2 separate regions of the Danio rerio genome follow, and region 1 is linked to region 2. Evidence: chromatin contacts called from public HiCAR-type data. All regions are on one chromosome and are shown on one strand. Each heading gives the region's core, a stretch centred on a gene start, on an enhancer-like site or on the middle of the called end of the contact. The rest is flanking DNA. Distances are from core to core; before and after follow the strand shown. Region 1 holds the start of btbd11a (BTB (POZ) domain containing 11a). Region 2 overlaps btbd11a (BTB (POZ) domain containing 11a).

What was found. HiCAR-type assays count read pairs that join an accessible place to other places.
Region 1: a HiCAR-type map of caudal fin shows a contact between it and region 2, with 9 times the contacts expected there. The contact joins the promoter of btbd11a here to the enhancer-like site in region 2. A contact is called at or near these places in 6 of 18 Hi-C or Micro-C datasets (caudal fin, embryo, fibroblasts and 1 more) and 3 of 4 datasets of contacts at active chromatin or transcription factors (caudal fin, embryo and gastrula embryo).

What each region holds. Positions count from the first base shown.
Region 1 is chr4:12,578,047-12,583,734 of GRCz12tu, reverse strand. btbd11a (BTB (POZ) domain containing 11a) reads left to right here and starts at 3,154. Exons shown (of 17, transcript NM_001327842.1): 1 at 3,154-4,297. The coding sequence starts at 3,430.
Region 2 is chr4:12,420,028-12,425,667 of GRCz12tu, reverse strand. It overlaps btbd11a (BTB (POZ) domain containing 11a), which reads left to right. Exons shown (of 17, transcript NM_001327842.1): 3 at 3,537-3,744. Among named protein-coding and RNA genes, the nearest start is that of cyb5r3, 39 kb to the right of the region's middle. Within about 2 kb of position 3,542, at least 3 of the 62 cell types and tissues checked have an H3K27ac peak or open chromatin away from gene starts, as enhancers often do. A contact at or near this core is called in caudal fin, where this site is marked.

The sequences.
Region 1 (5,688 bases), core at 1,905-4,404, 160 kb before region 2:
ATATATGTAAGGTTTATAATCCATGTTTTTTTTCTTTTTTTTTCGTTTATTTCTTTATCAAGCAACAGTGACTCATCTTGACATCTTCAGTTTGTTTACTTCCCACTTTTCTTAGAAAAAGCCTCCAGGTACTGTAAGGTTTTTGTTTTTCTAGCCATTCATTTTTGCGTTAGACACATCATGCTGTGAACCAAGGATGTGTGTGGGCTTTTGAACAAGATAGTTGTCATAATTTCAGCTATTTTGTCATTTTGGAGTAAGTTCTGCAACTTTTTAAGTTGCTAAAGTTTTAAAAATGAAAAAACTTAACATTGTGCCGATTTTGCAAAGATAGTGCAAGCTTAAACCTTACGAGCAGCTAAATTTGGTGTTCAATTTTGATTATTAGCAAAGAAAATAACTCAAATGCACATTTCATTTTTTCCATCCTCAGAACTGTATCATTAAATAAGCTGTGATGCCTTTAAACAGAATGGCGGATATTAGAAGCATAAAAATTTCCTGCTATTAATTATTGAATATTATTTTAACTTGCTTGCATGCACACTGCGTGTAAGGTAATACGTTATGAAATATACGCTGCACTATCATAAGCGAGATGTTTTCAATTAATCAGATATATAATTACAGAGCCGGTCATATTATGTAGTAAATGGTGCTGAAAGGCAAATAATGAAAGCAAATAATTTTGGTTACTGATTGTCACACAATTGAAAAATAATGAGTTTTGTTTGCAAGATAATAGGCGCATAATTAAAATGCTGTTTAAATCCCTCAGATGTCATATCTGCATGTTTTTAATCTCTTGTTACCATGCATGTTTATTAAATGATTGTAAGCACGTTCAAGTCTCAATGAGGTACTTTATCATCTTTCTTTTTATGCATCATTATTTATGTATGAATGTGGCTGTTCCAGTGGAGTGGCAGCTTGAAAAATGTCAGGATGTGTGAAGTTACTTGTGCAATTTATTGCCAGCCATATAACAGGAACCCTAGTATTTGTATAACCAAATGAAACCTTCCAGATGAGGAATGAATCTGGCAAGCTCAACTTAATTACACATTTCTTATTCATATTGTTCTTTTCATCCTGATATAAAGCGGCAATGGTTTCTCTGTGTCCATAAGACGGTGTTCTTATGTGAGTTATACATAAGCACCAAAATACATTGTCGCCTTTGTGTTTCCAGGCAACAGGCAATCATTGGAGAACATGTGAAGGAGAAATCTCAATTAAGAAGGACAACCTCAATATTCCAACCTGCCACTGCAAAGCACTGATTTATCCACAGGCACAGCACATAAGGTAATAAACATAATTCACCAATCTAATGAATACAACACTAATAATGCTCATTACTGCACAGATTGAAGTTAAATCAGTGCAACGCTCTAGTGCTAATATAATTTATGTTAAAAATATACATTTTATTGCCTACAGGTTTAATTAATTTATCATAGGAAAATGACCATCACTTTTTCTCTGTATCAGATCAGTTCAAAATGAATTCTTGTACTTCCATGCTTTTGAAATAGGACTACATTTTTTTCATAAGCTATCAAATTACAGGCATGTAGATGGGTTATTAAGATTAAAATATTAATAAAGGGTGCTCTTCTGATCTATATTGCATTCTGGCTTGTGCTCTTCAAAAAGGACATCACATCTTATTAATTTCCCTGATGCTTTGAAAACTAAAATAGTGTTTAAAATGTCTATACAAGTTATTTTATTTAATGGTAATCAAAAATGGGCAGTTCAGAATCAGAAGTAAAAGATGCAGATTTAACAGTAATGCATTTAGATAAATTACAACACCCTTTTTTATAATGATTACAATTGTGTAATGCATTTTGAATATGATATCTGTGTTCATCCAAGGGTACAATATAGGCTAATTGTCATAAATACAGGTTTTCCTTCAACATTTAAGTGTAAATCGCAGGTTTAAGCAACCTTATGTTTTTTTATTATTATTATTATTATTGGAATAAATTAATCTTTGAAGAAAGTTTTAACATCCAAGCTTTGAACTGCACAAAAGGTTTTTTATGGTGGAGACAAATTGTATGCCTTAGTTATCTGACACAACCTGAATCAGGTGTGTTAAATAGGAAAAGCAATGTGCAGATTGTTGGTTCCCCAGATCTGAGAATCACTTCTTTATGTCTCGAGAATGTTTCTAAAACTAAGACAGACATGGTTCCTTTAGGAGATTGTGCTTATTTTACCGTTTTGTTTATCATTGTTTGTTGTCTTAAACTGAAGAACAATGTAATAAGACAGGTGAGTGGCAGAAATGCAAAAAGGATTCAGAATAAAGGCTATTCGTCACCATCACATATAGATGGCGCCAGACTCGAAGCTATTATCCGCTCTTCGTATTCATTGTCGTTTTCTTTTAATAATGAACTTGAAAGACAGATTGCAGTGCTTCTCACGTCAAAACAGATTTCTTTTTTTAGGCCAGAACACTTGCATAATTAAACACGCCGTCTTATAGAAGTGTTTTAATCCAGTGTCGTATAGCCTGCATGTTTTATTCCAGAATTTTTTTTTTTTTTTGACAATTTTGTAATAATTGCCAGAGTTAAATCTGAGATGGTTCGAGACAGATGAAAGGTGCAGAAGCTGTGCAAGAGAATGCTTTGATCTTCAAATTTCAAAATCATCGCGTAAACATCCTGAGGCTGAAGAGAAGTGTGAAGAGGATGTGGAAGAGAAGTGTTTGAAAGTGATTACAAACTGTAGATTTATGCATTTTATTATTATTTTAGCATTTATTGCATAAACGTCTAAAAGTTATACTTAGACAAACATTATATTAATTTTAACATACATACTATGCATAAAGATATATTAAAATCAAATTGCTTGTGTGCAAAATGTGTTCTTTACATTTTATTTAGAGTTTTATATGTCTAATTCTGTTATAGGGAATATTTGAAGAGGATTCTGTTTAATGAGACTATTTGTTTGATGTACTTTCTTTTTTTTTTTTAATGTTTTGGAGCCTGTTGAAATGATCATGAGTTATTCTGTATCTGCATAGTCCGTCCCTCCATAACAGTGATTTATACACACAGTCCCTCCTGCCATAAGAAAGTGATTTGCATAGCCCCTCCCCGAACGAGTGGTTTCGCAGTGAGTGATGCAGTGGTTGGTGAAGGCGTTCCGAGCTCTTGAATTACGCACGCAAAGTTGGGAGCAGAGGCGCGCGTTGGAGATATTTCTTCCCCGGTGACTTACCAAAATACTAAACGAATTGTCAAATTACGCACGCTTGTATTGGCTATTGGTGTTTGCGCGTGTAATTTTGCTGGCTATACATTCCTCTACTGCTTTGAGGAGAGGGCGCGCCACAGGGACGCGCTTTGGGCTTTCTTTAAAACATCAGGCACAAGCCTAACATTATGAGGTGCAGCCATGGCAGGCAAGGGTAAGACAGCGGCGAGGACGCTGGAGGATTTAACGCTCGATTCCGGTTATGGTGGAGCGGCGGATTCCTTCAGGTCGTCCAGCGTGTCGCTCTGTTGCTCGGACACGCATCTGTCGTATGCGCATGGGGGAAACTGCTGGCATCTGACTGAGTCAATGCACAGCAGACACAACAGTTTGGACACGGTCAATACCGTCCTGGCGGAAGACACGGAGATCCTGGAGTGCTCGGGCCAGTGCGCCAAACTGCCCGAGCTGGAGGAGGACGTGCCGTGGAGTCTTGGAGAGGTGGAAGGAGCGCTGCGCAAAGACGAGGAGCTGTGCGTGGGGAACGCGTCGCGGGAGATCCTGGCCAAGCTCTCCGCGCTGGTCAGCCGCGCGCTGGTGAGGATCGCCCGGGAGGCGCAGCGCATGAGTCTGCGTTACGCCAGATGCACCAAGCACGAGATCCAGAGCGCTATCAAGATGGTCCTCTCGTGGACCATCTCCGTGAACTGCATTACTGCGGCGCTCAGCGCGCTGTCGCTTTACAACATGAGCACGGGTGATAAGTTCAGCCGGGGCAAGTCAACCCGATGCGGACTTATCTTCTCCGTGGGAAAGTTCTTCAGGTGGATGGTGGATAGCCGGGTGGCCTTGCGCATCCACGAGCACGCGGCGATCTACCTGAGCGCCTGTATGGAGAGCCTGTTCAGAGAGGTGTTTACCCGGGTGCAGAGGAGCGCGCTGGTGGAGAAGGAGAACGGAGTGCCAAAGTTTTCCGTGGAGTCCCTAGAACAGGCCATAAACAACGACTCGGAGCTGTGGGGTCTTTTGCAGCCGTACCAGCACCTCATTTGTGGCAAGAATGCAAGCGGTAAATGTTTACTCCAGTCATACAGTCACAGTATGCGCTTTTATTCATTTGTCCAGCTCTAGTCATTGATTCGGGCTGTTTTTTCATGCAATTACTCCGAAATGCACTTGAACTCAGTCACAAACCTATTTTGAGGTCAGTCAGTTCCATCCATCTGCCCACTATCCTCCTACCTCAGTTTTCGATAACATATGAAAAGGTGTTTCATAATAGCTGCCAGCATAATCACATCACTCCACTTTCTCAGTTGGTAATATTGTTCATGATCCCTACTTCATAAATGATGCCTGCTTCACTGCAGCACTGTTGACTTATTTATTTCTCTGGGAGATAAATAACTTCTGTGGGAGGACATGAGTGAATCCCAGCAGGATGTTTGTTTTCAGACTTCTTATTCATTTAGACACTGCAGCAGGTGCAATCACAACAGGAAGGGCATCACACTGACTGCCGCAGTACCTTTTTCCTCCACCTGTTGCAGCGACCTCATTTTTTCTTTATGCTGTATTTGATGGCATAATCAGGGAGTCTTAATGTTAAGACTGAAGATTGTTATCCAGTTCTTGTAATTGATTTTCGGTGATGTAGTGATTCATGTGGACAGGTTCTTTTTATATTTCCAGCAAACCATAAAAATTCATACACTTATGTTGCACTATTTGCTATTCCGAACACGGCTGCAGGAGTTGACACTTGTTTTACATCATCACTGATGTGTCTGACAGCTACAGAGTAGTTGGAAAGATCTAAAGAAGAGAACTGCTTGTCCATCTGCACATTAACACTGTTGATTGCAGTCGTCGGTTCCAGCTATGCTGTTCATAGTATCCATAAATCTTGATGTTATTCCAAGCCTGTACAACTTTATTTCTCTTGTAGGAAAAAAAGACATTTTAAACAACTTAACAACTGTTCTTTTCCCAATAAATAAATAATATATAATAATAATAATATATTATTAATGATATAATAAAATAATATATAATTAATAATAATAATAATAATAATTTTTTTTGGAACTTTGGAAAGACTTTGGAATCTTGAAAAATTAATTATGGTGTTCGCACAAATATTAAATATAAAAACAATTATTAAATATTTAGTATATTTAGCACAGTTGTCAACATAATGATATTTTCTCTGTTATTAGTATATCAGAATTATTTCTGAGAGGTTGTGTGACACTGGAGACTGGAGTAATGGCTTTAAGTATTCATCTTTGCCATCCCAGAGATAATATTTAAATTTGTAACAATATTACGTAATATTACTGTTTTTACTACATTTTCGATCAAATAAAAGCTTAAAAACATATTGAACATTTATTCATTCATTCATTCATTCATTCATTCATTCATTCATTCATTCATTCATTCATTCATTCAATCATT
Region 2 (5,640 bases), core at 2,293-4,792:
GTCTACCTGAGGGAAGCAGTTCAGATTCTGAATACTAAATCTGAGATGTATACAGAGTGGCACCGGGTCCTTAAAAAGTCTTAAATTGTCTTAATGTTTTCAATATGAAATGCATTAGAATTCAGATTTGATAGATTCTAAATATTTTGTAATAGAAACTATTAGTATTATTTTATTAATAATATTAGTAATATTTTGTAAATACTTTTTAATATTTTGGTTAATGTGTTTAGTCTGATGGACCCAATGACTGTTTATGATCAATGAAAAGCTTTTAGGTATGAAAGTGAAGGTATTAAAAAGTCTCTTAATTGAACCTAAACTCTGTAGACATCCTAGTTTCACATAAGATAATCAAGTATTTCCTAAAAATATCCAACCGCTGACCGCAAATGAATAGTACTCAGCAATTTTGATCAATAAAAACATGAAAACGTGATCAATATCAGATCTATCACATCTAAGCTGAATAAAATGTAACTGTTTTTGTGTTCTCGATGCAACAAGGTTTGAATTTGCATTTTATTTACTGATATAAGGTGTTGATTTAGCATGCATTAAGTTATTTTGCTCATTACTTGAGGGGAAATCTGATTATGTAAGGCATATAACACCCAGCTCTGCTCTGAAGCATTTAAGTTGGCTCTTTGGGACTATTAAAAACCTGTGGCTGATTGCCTTCTTTAAACCTGCTCTGCTCTATAAAGTCTGAATGAGAGCTGTTGTTGGAGTAGATTAGCTTTCAGTAAGAAACCTTTCCTTTTGATAATTCACAGGGCCATTGCAGGACAGCTCAGCCAACGTGATGTAGATCTTCTGAAGTGTGTTTGCGTGCTTGATCCTGCTGGTATTCATCACATTGCAGCACCAAATATCTCCACAAGTGTAGTATTACGAATGCATTTTGACCTTGTGGGGACATATTTTTGTTCCCCATGAGAAAAACGGTGAACAGTGAAATTGCATAGTGTTTTCTTTGTGGGTATGGTGTGTGTGTGCGCGTGTGTGTGTGTGTGTGTGTGTGTGTGTGTGTGTGTGTGTGTGTGTGTGTGCGTGTGTGTGTGCGTGTGTGTGTGTGTGTGTGTGTGTGTGTGTGTGTGTGTGTGTGTGTGTGTGTGTGTGTGTAAAATTGAGAGGAATGTTGTGATTGTGTGGAGTGATATTCACCAGCTGCTGCCATTGTGCTTCATCCAATAAAATTTATAGAGCTACACACACACACAAACAAGTTAGGAAATTAAGGTTTAAAGCAGTGTGCAGATTCTCGCTTGCAGACATTTTCACTAATTGCAATGTGCATGTGCATGTGTGTGTCTGTCTGTTGTTGTTACTGCAGAGATTTCCTAAGAACCAATTAAAGTTTCCTTTTTTTGAAAAGAATCTTCAGTGATTCATCCAAGCTAATATTTTGATCAGTGAAGTTAATCATTTATGTAGGTATGTGAATAAATAATTGCTCAGACCAACTAATAATTCAGTACAAGTTATTGTATTTGCAGATGCTTTTCTATGAATGAAAAATAACTCATAAAAAATCATAACTCATTACAGTTGCTTTATATTAGTTATATCTATATCTTAATCTTACGTGTGGTATTATGAGTTATTTGTAACGATTTTATTGGTTTAATAAACAGACCACTTGAAAATTTTCAACTTTCCTTTTTTTAAAGTCATGTGTTTGACTATAAAGTAATTTTTGTTTCATTCTGTTGACATGTTTGTTTAACTACTGATAACTTTTCTTCCACATTTAAAATAAAATAAATTGTCATTTTGGGTTTTCTGCTGAGAAACGCACCCCTGCCGTAATATGCACCCTCTTCATAAACTTTTATTAGCATTCTCAGTCTACATTTTAAAAAATATTCAAAGGCCAAAACTGATTAAAATTTAATAAAATTGTTATTTTGAGGAATAAAGCAATAACAAGATGTAAAAAAAAAACACATTATAAAACACATTAGGTTTACAAATAAATGTAAAATTAAAAAATTACTGTTGTATAGACTGATGTAATGAGCCTGTTTCTAAAATTCTAAAATTAGGCTTTTTGGTGGGTTTTAACCACACATTAAACAATTTACTTTACTTAATCTCAACAGTATCGTATTTACCGTTAATTAATTTATTAATATATATATATATATATATATATATATATATATATATATATATATATATATATATATATATATATATATATATATATATATATATATATACTGTAAGGGAAAGGTTTCGTTCATGAAAATCACCTCAGTCACTCTCATTAGTTTGTTATAACTGTTATTATTTTTTAAACTAATATTATTTTTAATTATTATTATTATTTAAATCTTGGTTTGGGGTACATTTTACGGCAGGCAATGTTACTCTGCACAACAAGGGCATTGATTTTCATAAAATAACAAAAAGGTGCAATGTTGTTTTCAGACATGTTTTCATAATTCATTAGACAATCAAATACTAATGATTTATCTTCAGAGGAGTTCTGGGGAAATTTTCATATTTAATTTGGAAGAAATGTTATCAGACCTTTGTAGAATAAAACTGTAACATTTACAAATAAAATCTAGTAAATCTGCAGTAAATGAGCATTTTCAAGTGGTCTCTTTTTTTGCATAGCTGTAAATAATTTACTAATATAAATCATATATTAATTAGTTCTACATTTTTTTGACTTTTGACAAAAAATAGGTCACACTTTACAGTAAGGTTGCATTAGTTAATGTATTTTGTATACATTAAGATCAACTAATCTTATAACAATCGCCTTACAACAAGAAGGTTGCTGGTTTGAGCCCCGGCTGGGTCAGTTGGCATTTCTGTGTGGAGTTTGCATTTTCCTACCGTGTTCACGTGGGTTTCCCCCAGGTGCTCCGGTTTCCCCCCAGTCCAATGACATGCGCTATAAGTTAATTGAATAAGCTAAATTGGCTGTAGTGTATAGTGGAAAGACATCCACTATATAAAACATATGCTGGATAAGTTGGTGGTTCATTCCGCTGTGGCAACCCCTTATTAATAAAGGGTCCAAGTTGAATAGAAAATAAAGAAAGAAATAAAGAACACAGTTATTGGTACGTGACTTTGTTATTATAAACTTTTCAACCTTTTTAAAGTGTATGAGTTTCTACAAGTCAGTCCAGATGTCCTCAGTTCAGAGAAGAAGCTCTTCTGTTATCATGTAAATCAGTCAGAACTGTAGAGATTTTTTCAGTTTCAGTTTTAACAGCAATACATGGACATTTTGACGTTTCCTTTCCCTCAAATGACTAATGTCTTCAGTGAGTCCTGTACCAGATTCAACCCGGGAAGGGAAAAGGTTGTTATTCTGTCGCTGTCATTTCCAGCTGTAATGAATGTCTCCGTGTCAGATGTGCCACTGTCTGTGTGTCTTTGTGCATGGAGTGATGTACGAGGACTCCAGTTTTATGTCAAAGAACTGTGTAAAAGCTGCATTTAATCTTGAGGGAGGTTTGTAAATGCACACTCTCGTAGACTCAAGCGCATGTCTCTGCTGCCCCCTGTAGGTGACCTGGTGTCTCGGGCCATGCATCACCTTCAGCCTCTGCACATCAAGAACCCCAGCAATGGCACTCCTGTGCACCAGAACCGCACGGGCTCCGTTCACTGGGAGCCCGAGGCCCTCTATACGCTCTGCTACTTCATGCACTGTCCGCAGATGGAGTGGGAAAACCCTAATGTCGAACCCTCTAAGATCACCCTGCACACGGAGAGGTAAGATTACTGCACGATAATGTATGATAATGTGTATTAATGCACTCGATGGTTATGAAGGGCTCATGCTGATACATAAATAATGAATGCATGGCTGTTTGTATGTTTACTCAGTTTATAAGAGATGCAAATGAATGTGCTGTTGGTCTTTAATTAATATTAATAAGCGTATTAATAAAAAATATTTAATAAGCATGCTTTAATGAATAATTAAGCAAAGCGTCGTCTCACATGTTTAGGACATTATCTCTCATGTATAATTATGGCAAACCACACATGTATGCAACATTTATACATAAATTAAATAAATTATTATATATATTTTATATATATTATATATTTTTATAGACTATAATGTATTATTATTATTATTATTATATTTATTTATTTATTATTTTTTTGTTTATTATTATTATTATTATTATTATTATTATTATTATTATTATTATGTGCTTTAATTGACAAATAGTATATTGGTCTATTGGATTGGTCTATTATATTGATCTATATTGAATCATTACTTAATTTATACTTATCTGTCAAGTCCACAAAGTATGTTCAGCTTAGGTGTAGCCTTTGCCATACAGTCACTCATCCTTTTCCCATACCCTGATGTGCACCTCTCAAAAATGTATCTACATCTTGATGATGCGAAGAAATGTATCTACATGATGATGATGATGCGAAGTGCAAGATCTTTGATTTGTTTTCCCAAGAGAGCCCCTTGCAGCCTTCAGAGAAAATTTACTACTGATGACAGAGCTGTGTTTCTCTGACTAAAAGTGCACGAGAATTAGCTTTTGGTGAATCACGATCCTGATTTCATACAGTAGCATCGCACCGTACGCATGTCCAGCATAAACTCAAACTTTGTGACTGGTGAGACTCTTTCAAAGTCAGATTTACAAATATATCCACTTAATTATTATTTCTATACACATAGCAGGTACATATTGGGCCAAGGAAGAATGTTAGATGTATTGAACAATAAAAACAATTAAATATGCCTCCTAAAAAACTCAGCTGGATGCTTCAGAGTCCAGACTTCCTATAACAAGTGACACACTGCACCACGGCGGATGCGTGCGATCTCTCATTCATATCTCTCTGGAGCGCTATATTGTTAGACTGCCCGCTTCCGTTCAAATTACACCAAAGTTACTGACCGCTACCGTGTTTTATTCTGACATTTATTCCTGAGCCGCATGAAGTGTGGTCGGGTCCCGTGGCTTCTGCGGTACAGCCGCAGGAATGCAGACCTCTAGCCTAAAGTCTTAGGACTAGGGTTTTTTCAGTCAGGCTACCACACTCTATCAACACCATGCCTGGCAGGCCATCTAGATAGCTCACCGCGCATGGTGAAGGTAGATTTTGGTAGGCCGACTGAAAAGAAAACAATGCCCCAAGACTTCAGACCACCAGCTTTCACGAACCATAAGGTTTAGATCATGGGTTACGGCGATTACTCAATGCAGAAATATAAATCAGGCTTAAGTAAAATGTTTTAAAGGTTTCTGAACTATTCTGTATGTGCACCAAAAATGAACAATGCCCCAGATTTTGCTACTAGAAAATGCTAAATATGCTGCAAAAATTGACCATGATTTCCCTCAAAGGGATATTTCACACAAGATTGTCACTATTTACTCTCCCTCAAGTGGATCCAAACCTTAATAATTTTTTTTTTTTAGGTTTAAAACATGCTTTAGTTTATCTTCCTTTGTTTTTCACTAGAAAAAAAAAACTTAAACATATTTTGAACAAGTGAAATCTTCATAAATGGTGACAGAATTTTCATTTTTGGGGTGTCTCACTTTAAGCAGTTATCAATGCCTTATCTGGAGTGCAGAATTTCAAAGAAGAAAAACACCAGCAAATGCATAGCACATCTCACCA